Regions from separate parts of the Mus musculus genome. Here region 2 is linked to region 1. A link is a contact called in public Hi-C data. All regions are on one chromosome and are shown on one strand. The core of a region is the stretch at or near the end of the contact, and the rest is flanking DNA. Distances in the headings are between cores, read along the strand shown.

Region 1 (4,630 bases), core at 223-2,722:
GGCCTCAGACTGTGACTGCAAAAACGATGTCAACTGCATCTGCTACTCGGGAGATGACGCTTACGCCACGGACGCCATCCTAAACTCGCCGTCCTCCTTAGCCGTGGCTCCAGATGGCACCATCTACATTGCAGACCTTGGGAATATCCGGATCAGGGCGGTCAGCAAAAATAAACCCGTTCTTAACGCATTCAACCAGTATGAGGCTGCATCTCCGGGAGAACAGGAATTGTACGTGTTCAACGCTGATGGTATCCATCAGTACACTGTGAGTCTGGTGACTGGGGAGTACTTGTACAATTTCACATACAGCGCTGACAATGACGTCACCGAGTTGATTGACAACAACGGGAATTCCCTAAAGATCCGCCGGGACAGCAGTGGCATGCCCCGCCACCTGCTCATGCCTGATAATCAGATTATCACCCTTACCGTGGGCACCAATGGAGGCCTCAAAGCCGTGTCCACTCAGAACCTGGAGCTGGGCCTCATGACTTATGATGGGAACACTGGACTCCTAGCCACCAAGAGTGATGAAACTGGATGGACAACTTTTTATGAGTAAGTAGGCTTTTGACCAATCTCTATAGAGCTCTCCCCTCCTCTAGCTGGCATCCAGATGAACCACTCGCATCGTCTTTAAAACTGCCTAGTCACGTCTTGCTAACTCTAATGACTTCTTATAGCTGCAGGATATTCATGTCCCTTCTCCCGACTCCTAAATGATTTGCTCTGTCGGGCCTCTGATATTGAGCATCCTCCCTGCCAGCATTGGGAATTCCTGTTGTCTGCTTGCCGTTCAAACTTCAGGATATTGGACACGCACAGCACCTGGGAGATAAAGTGCTGATTAACCCCACTGATTATTCATGTTTGCCATGGGTGCGGAAATTAGAAACGAAGAGGGAGGGTCCCAGCGGGGCTTCTGTGATTTAACAATAGGTCCAGCAACACACTTGATTGCACAGACAGGTAGATAAACTCTGAATTTCCTCTTTAGCAGAAGCAGATCAATACAGATAAAGTGCTAGGTATATTAAAAGATGTGAGGGCTGGCCATATTTCCCCTAACAATTATCTCATACTTAATAGTTCTACCGTTTGCTTTGCCAAAAAGCTGTTTTCCCCAGCTCCTGAAGCGGCTTTGGTCAAGCAAACCTGCTGCTGCGGGTATTAACCTAAGAGCTGCTGGTTGGAGGAAGCTACTAAGCCTGAGTCCCCAATGACCTGCTGGAGACTGAATGGAATCTGCCAGCCTCTGGGCTCTCCACAGCAGTGAGCGAACGTTAGACATTAGCAAGTCCTGGCTTGCTTTCCGTGTGGCTGCCAGCTGAGAATTTAGTAAGTTAGGGAGGGGATACCACAGAGAGATGGAGGTGGGTGGGACAAGAAAAAAGAAGACTTCATTGTTGATCGCGCTTAAATCAACAATGTTCGCTTCCTGTTTGTACGCCAGTGTGTTTGGGAGAATGCAAAGGAAGCTGTCGCCACCTGCTGGCGGTTTTACTGCATTGCAGAATTGTTTGCCTGGTCCTGTCTTCCTTCTTGGGGCTTATGGGGACTTCTGAGCAGCTTCACATCCTTCAAGGTGCTGGTACTTGGTCGTCCTTCACTAGCCAGTGCTCTTTTCCTCTGTGGGGACCATCTGTATATCACCTTTAGTTCTCAGCACAGTCGGGTTAAGGCTTTAATCCACAAACCTCCCGGACGCTTCCTTCTGGCAACGGTTATATCAAATGACCTTAGACACATACATTGTAGCTGCTAAATCTCTTGAGTGAAGAGCAGAGGCCCTCCTGAATTAGGCCTAGGTTGGAGTCCAGTTCTGAAATTCGGGTGTAGGGATCCCACAGAAATGAGCTCTTTGATTGGAGGCAGCTTGCTGCCAAAGGTCCCCAGCCGAATGAAAATATACACTTGATTCTTTTTTTTTTTTTTTTGAAGTGTTTAATCAAGAGTTACAGTGAAACTGATTCACGTTTTCTCTTTTAATTTGATAGGCTTGAGAATGTGAGTAGATCCAAGCATCTAAATTTTCCGTTGTGGAGAGATTCACACATACAAGTTTTCCTTAGGTTCCCAAGGAAAAACTCAGACACAAGCTGCACTTCCTGTCAGGGGTGTAAGGTCCAGGTGAACATACACAGTGATTGCAGAAGTCTAGAGAAGGAGATTAACAGAAATGAAGAAAACTATGGGATGTGCTTCAGTGAGATGTTCCCCTCAGTTCCAGAATGTTCCAGGAAGTCCCAGCCTTGGAATTAAAATTTCCCCAGTTGCAGACTACTGAGTCCAGATAGAGTATGATGGCCACAGTCCACCTTAGAGGGAATGTCAAACTGCACAGCCTTCTGCAGGACAAAGCCTCGCTTGCCAGGAAGCTCCCAGCCTCGGCATCAGGGAGGCAGTGGTGTGGATGCCCGCTCTGAGATGTGCTTCCCGTTGGCATTGGACAAGTTTCTCAACCTCCCTGAGCGCCTGCGTTCACATCTGTCAGGCGGTAGCATCAGCTGCACAGGAGTTGTGGGTGTCCATTGTTAGCTTTAGATAACTTTAGAAATCAGCAAACCTTGGTATTCAGAAGCTCAACAAAAACGAGATGCTAACAAGACTGGAAAGAAGCAATAAAGCTCATCTCTGTCTCCGGCCCCTCCTGCCTAAAGAAGGATGCGGGTGTTAGACGGGGATATATGTCAGCAGCAGAATTGAGGGGTGCGCTTCGCACTTTAGTCCTCTCTGTGCTTGGTACTTGCTCACAGTTCCCACTTCTGTCGGTCCCCATATCCTGAGGTCCAGAGGCATAAAACATAGAACGTCCCTAAAGCCAGGCCCTCCAGAAGAGAGGCGCTATGATGTGTGCCCTGTGGTTGTGGCCAACTCCTCCATATCCAGCCAGTGGAAAACCAGCAGGTATCACACAGTCTAAATGCTGGCTTCCCGTGGGATGGAGTTCAGCAGTTATGTTATAGAAAGAGCAGGCTCTGTGGTCTTCCAAACAGGAATGGTTCACTCTGGAAACAGTTACATTCCTCTGTCTTAGAAGGTGGCTTTTGGAGAGCCAACCACAATGGAGATGTAAGAATTGAGCTTTGGGGGATCCTCCCGTGCCTCCATGTTTCCAGAGTAGAGAAGAGCAGCCTTGGTTTAATCTTTGTCTTTTTATCTATTTATGAGGCATAAAATGCTGTCCATTTCACTGCAGTCCAAATCCCCAGTACTTTCTCCATGTTTGGTGAATGGCTGCCACCAAGGTCCTGCCAAGTCTGTTGAGGTAAAACAGAGACCTCATTGCTGGTTATCACTGCTCTCAGTCCAAAGGGATAGTCCAGAGGTTCCTATAGAGAGAGCTGAATCTGCATATCTGTTGTGGGGGAAACAAGCAGCTGCACCCCCTCCCCCCCTCCTCCGAAAGTCAGTCTGCAAGCTAGGGAGCATGCTTTCCCCACACAGCCTGGGAGATGCTTTCCCGTGCCCTCCCCTCCACTTCCCCCAGAGTGGAAACTCTATTTCCTCCTCTCAGACGAGTGGCCAGCAGCAGCCTGCCCAGAACAGAAGTCCTGGAACTACGCAGGACCAGACTTCAAGTCCTGCTCCCGTTCCAGAGAATACACTCAACACAGTCCTTGCCTGGTCGATCTCTGCTGCTGAGCACTGTGCAAGACACCTGAAGCCCAAACATTATCGTTGCATCACTTTCTTATTTTAAAATACTTCTATGCGTCTAAAATATGAAAGGAAGCTACAATTACTAAACTATAGGAATAGTCGAATAAAACAACAATTAGTCAAAAATCCCACACAGAAAAATACCATTTAATACTTATACGTCTGTATTTTCAGAGATGCTTATCTACGCTTGGAAACGCATGTGCTGGGGACAAAATGTTCTTTGTTTTTCCTTTTCCACTCAACCCTGAGTCTGTGTGCGTGCAGTGTGCACATAAATGCGTGCCGATAAATAGGAGCCCACGCTGTTCATTTTGACAGCCGCCTAGGTTTCTGTCTTATGTATAGGTAATTATTTAATAATCTTTAACAACTGATCCTTCAGTGTGGTTCTAATTTGTCACTAGTGTAAATAGAATCTTCAGACCCCCATCTGAGAGACCGCTGCTTTAGTAGGAAAAAAAAAAAGACAGAAGGATCCCCTTTGGCTGAGAAAGCCTGGGTGCCCTCCATGGTAACAGCATCAAGCCTTTTCAGGGAAGATGCTATCTGGATTTTCAGGGCATACTGCCCTAGGCGAGGGATGGGACAGAGACAATAGGCTGGACCCCAGCTCAATGAGCTTCCTGGCATCTTCACCACCTCCACCCCACTGGCCCTGTAGCTTAGCATCAGTTCAGCTTCAGTTTCCTCTTCTCCCTAAGGATAACAGTTCCCAGGTCATGCCTCGACTCATCTCTGTCCCAAGTATCCCTGATCCCTCTGTGTCTTATCAGTCATTTTCCCCCCACTGCTTCCCTAAGGACTCCTCCATAGAGAACCTCATTCCCACCCACAAACTGGACCCATCACTCAGAACCTGCCAACTGAGTTCCTCTTCCCAGCCCCTCAGCTAGAGGTCCAGACGTGTATCCTTTTACATTCTCTAAGCAGAGGCTTCACTGTTCCATCCTCCTCCCCATCC
Region 2 (4,573 bases), core at 711-3,210, 610 kb before region 1:
TAGCTTAATTCCCCGTGTCTCCCTTCACTTATTTGCCTCAAAATAAAGGAAGGAGAATACTGCATGATAGCTGGTGGGTGTGGGGGGTTATTGTAACTCAGGACAACTGTTAGTACGATGTCCACACCCACCAAGAATACTATTAATAGAAGCAGCCCAGCCCACACCACCCTTGTCTACCCTTCCCTCTTTGACTTCAGTGTCTCGTTGCCACACTTACTCTAGTCTTAGTTTCATTCCTCTGTGGCATGACAAGGTATGCACTAGAAGACTTGACAGCTCTTGGGAATGATAGAGGACTGGCAACCATGATCATGTGCCAAATGTGTATGAGTCATTCGGCAGTATTCATGTAAGGGAACCACAAGGACTCCAAAAAGCTAAGGCTTTCCTTAGTGTCAAGTTTTGGAAGCGGGGACCTCCAAGTGTCTTTGGCATTCCACAGCCAGAGGTGGAACACTTGACATGAGATTCCTCCTGCCCCATTGCTCAGCTTCCTGGGAGGACTGCTGGAGCACTTGACTTGACATTCCTCCTGTTCTGTGCTCAGCTTCCTGGGAGGACTGCTGAAGCACTTGACTTGAGATTCCTCCTGCCCCATTGCTCAGCTTCCTGGGAGGACTGCTGGAGCACTTGACTTGACATTCCTCCTGTTCTGTGCTCAACTTCCTGGGAAGACTGCAGCAATTTAGTTGCAAGGATGTAAGATTCTCTTGGACTTCTTCCTGCTGAGTACATTGAACCAGTCTTCACTATTCCTACTGTGTGTGTGAGTGAGTGAGAGAAAGAGAGAGAGAGAGAGAGAGAGAGAGAGAGAGAGAGAGAGAGAGAGAGAGAGAGAGAGAGTGTATCCGTGTCTGTATCTGTGTCTGTGTGTCTCTGTATGCATAGTGTGTTGGGGGGGGGGCAGCATTTCTCTGTGTAGCCCTAGCTGTCTTAGAATTCATTCTGTGGACTAGGCTCCGAGTGCTGGGATTAAAGGTGTATGCCACCACCACCTCCACCTTTCACTTCTATCTGTGCTTTCTCTACTAATGGCAGGAAACATCTAGAAGTCTCTCCTCTGCCATCAGGTCTTGTGTGCTAGGTTCTAAAGAAGGAGTCTAAGGTTGACTCTAGCTGTCAGTTCACCTGCAGAGGGCACAAAGCACAGCTGTAACCAGAACCCTTCAGCCCCCTTGGCAAGGTCCTCTCTAAACTTTTGCAAGCCTGGATTACAAATTAGAAGAAATCTCCCAGCCTGGGCCCTCCATGTTTCAGCTCTTGCTCCTTTGAAGGTGTGAAGGCATCTTCTAGATAAGGTACTGAGAATGGAACAGGTGCCTATAGGGTAACAAATGAACACTTGACACATCTTTGGATACTAGAAATGTCTCCATTACACCAAGAAGATAATTTTATTTTTGCTCCATGAAGAGGAAGAAGCAAGGAAAAGAACAGTGGGGATGGTTAGAAATGATAGTATTACAGTACTACCAATACATGTAAGAGTATATATTTATAGTATATATTTAATGGTAGGAAGTTTAAAATGCTTTGAATACATTTGTAATAACTGCATAATAGTATATTACAATCTATTAGGTGAAATACTGCTTTATATTTGCTCTAGTTTTTCTTTCAATCAGACTGTTATTCCATGCTTTTTTACAGTTATGCATCAGCACACCTTTGGATATTTCTAGAGTACAGGTTACATGACCCTAATCTGAAATATATATGACCAGAAATGTTACAGGTTTTTACACACACACACACACACACACACACACACACACACACACACACACAGTTCTCTGTAGCATCAGTGTCACTCTGGGTAATTCACTTCTTTTTTTTCCTGCCAAGCCTGTTGGGGTAGACAGGAAATGTTGACAGAAAGGGTGAAGGAACAGGCCCATGAATCAAGGGAGACGGCGGGATTACACCCACATTCCATGAGCGGAGAGAGATTGGTCCGTGAAAAGCCGGTGAGGCATGATGAAGTGAAGGCAAGCTGGCACATGGGCATCATATGTGGGCCACTGTCTGTTAACTTTCCATTTTTACTTTACATACCAGGAGAGCAGATTGATATTGCATTTTAATTGTGTATATTAGAGGGAGGCATATGGTTACAACATTTTCTTATTTACCTCCTGTAACATGAAATTTATCATTTTGGGAGCATGCATACTTTTGATACGGGTTCAGTTCCCTCCCATGTGATGGTCTCCTGAGAGGCGTGGCCGGTTGATGCCAAGATGATGTTGGCACAATTTTCTTATTGCCATGGTGATCTTAGCTCTCCTGAAATCTCAAGAGGGACTATGATATTTTAAAAGCAACTTGAATTTTGGTAATTAAAAAGGCTGGAAAGAATACCCTTGTTACATTTTTGCCAGCATGGGCAAGTAAGGATAGCAAGAGATGTCTAGGAGGGGGGGATGTGACTCGTGCTTTCTTGGGTGGGATCAGCTTACATTTGAATTTGAAAAGCCTCCTGCAAGATATGTATGGAGTATTTATGGAAAGTCGGAGCCCTACTGTGGATTGTGAAGTGTGTCTAAGCATACCCTTTCTAGAAACATCTCTTCTCTCTCCTGGAGTCATGATCGTTTTAACTCAGAATTGAAGGTGTGATTGTCAGAGTATTTAAACATTGAAGGCAATGTGTAATGTATATAAATGTTGGCAGTTATTGAGGTAAAGCAAAAGGGGAAAAAATGTGATTTTCTCAAATGGGAAATTAAGGTAGACAAGCGTCATTCACACTGCAGGTTCATCACGTCCCAGTCTGTTTCAAAAGTTCTTACCACAGGAGTTATTTTGAACTTTTCCTGAGCAACTGTGCTTGCTCTCCAGGAAAAGCTTCAAAGCTGAGAGGAGTTTCTGTCACATCACAAGAAAAAAAAAATCAGACATTTTATCAAGCTATAAAATGAACAAATACTTGACATAATAAACATGGAAACGAACATCCAAAAAGGAAGCAGGAAGAGAACAAGGTGGAGGAGGAGAAGACAAAGAAGATGATGAAGAAGAGGAGGAAGAGAAGGAAGAAGAGGAGGAAGAAGAAGAGGAAGAGATACACATGCTTACGTCTTTGTGCCTAACTTGAGTGCTGTGTTCAGAGAGGAACTTGGTCACCAGTCATTTGTTGTTGTGATTCATTTTTAGCATTTGTCATCATCGTATTAGGGCAGCAAATCTTTAAGGGCACTGAAGGAGGGGTGGAGTGATAGTTCTTAATTAGGAAGTTTACAAACAAATGTAAATTCTCCATTTACAGATGGGCATCTTAATTGAGTTTTTACAAAAACCACCTACAGCCTAGTGTTTCACAGTCAAAAATAAACCAGAGGACTCTCAAGTGCCTTTTCTCCCACATAATTCAATTGTTATCACTCGCTGCAAGTTGCTTATTTTCTATAGATCAGGCTCTACTGGGGAAAGAATGGCAGAAGGTAGAGTTTGCTGGCCCTGATTTCTTGTAAACCACTCCAGTTAAGAGCAGTTACTGTGTTGTTCACAATCTTATTTTAGTGACATTTTTAGCTGCTGTGACCTAAAATAGAATCAAACCAGATGGTTTTATTAGAGGTGTTTGTTTATTTGACTAATTCTGTGTTATGTTTGGCAGGGATTTGGTGGTTTTATATGTGTTATTGTTCACTGTATTTTATGATTAGTGAAGTGACTTAGCAATGGCTGATGTATGGCTTACCAAGGACAGAGTCTCAGGGAGGTGACTGAGAAGCAGGCCTAGCGCTTCATCATCTACTTGCAGTTGATGGGTATCTATTTACACAGAAAAATGTCCTCCTGCAGTGATTTTGTTACACATATATTAATGTTCAAGTTTGTGATTTTCTTTTACTTAAATAATCTTCCTGGTAGTGTCTTCCTAACTGCAGTATTTTTTAAACTATGCATTTAACCCACTAGAGGGTTATTGCTTTCTTATATTAAAATGTTCTTGAAATTAAAGGAAACCAACTCAAACAGCCTGATAGAAACTCTCTGCTGGGTTTAAACAAGTATTAATTGTGTTTGTTTGCTCTATGTATGAGATTTTTTTCATAATTTCAAACAGTTTTTTTTTTCTCTCAGAGAGAGGGGGGAGAGAGACAGAGAGAGACAGAGACAAACAGAGAGACAGAGAGACAGAAATATATATACTATTTAAAAGAGAACTTTCCAGTCCTCCTACTGAATCCCAGTTTTTCATTTCCTGAAAATAGATTCACAAATGTCATAAATTAGTCTGTAAATTTTACCTTATTATGCTTCTTCCTTCGAAAATATGCAGGAAAGTGATTATTCGTGGTGTTCGACTCCAGGCTGATGAGTCGGTTATAATTATGAAAGCAGGCATAATGAGATGAAAACAACTTTCTCAAGGGCCTCTGGGTTCTCAGTCACCATCATCCACCCTGTCATGCTGGGTTAACTGTTTTCTGCCCAAATGGATGTCAACACAATTAATTTCACAGTTTCATCAGCTGATGTACATAAGGTTCATTTGCTCATCTAGGCAAAAGGCTCCACATATGTTAGGGTGTAGCTGATTTGGGGGTGCTCCATGGGCAGA

Evidence for each region. A called contact is a pair of places that touch in the nucleus more often than the background predicts.
Region 2: a Hi-C map of cortical neurons shows a contact between it and region 1, with 4 times the contacts expected there. The contact joins two enhancer-like sites. A contact is called at or near these places in 8 of 484 Hi-C or Micro-C datasets (cerebellar granule neurons, cerebellum, cerebral cortex and 3 more) and 5 of 115 datasets of contacts at active chromatin or transcription factors (embryonic basal ganglia, embryonic forebrain, embryonic hindbrain and 2 more).

Annotation. Positions count from the first base shown.
Region 1 is chr11:36,042,698-36,047,327 of GRCm38.p6, reverse strand. It overlaps Tenm2 (teneurin transmembrane protein 2), which reads left to right. Exons shown (of 29, transcript NM_011856.4): 23 at 1-561. Among named protein-coding and RNA genes, the nearest start is that of Gm42072, 47 kb to the right of the region's middle. Within about 2 kb of position 1,472, at least 85 of the 459 cell types and tissues checked have an H3K27ac peak or open chromatin away from gene starts, as enhancers often do. A contact at or near this core is called in cortical neurons, where this site is marked.
Region 2 is chr11:36,651,543-36,656,115 of GRCm38.p6, reverse strand. All of the region lies in intron 2 of Tenm2 (teneurin transmembrane protein 2), which reads left to right. Among named protein-coding and RNA genes, the nearest start is that of Gm51889, 44 kb to the left of the region's middle. Within about 2 kb of position 1,960, at least 2 of the 459 cell types and tissues checked have an H3K27ac peak or open chromatin away from gene starts, as enhancers often do. A contact at or near this core is called in cortical neurons, where this site is marked.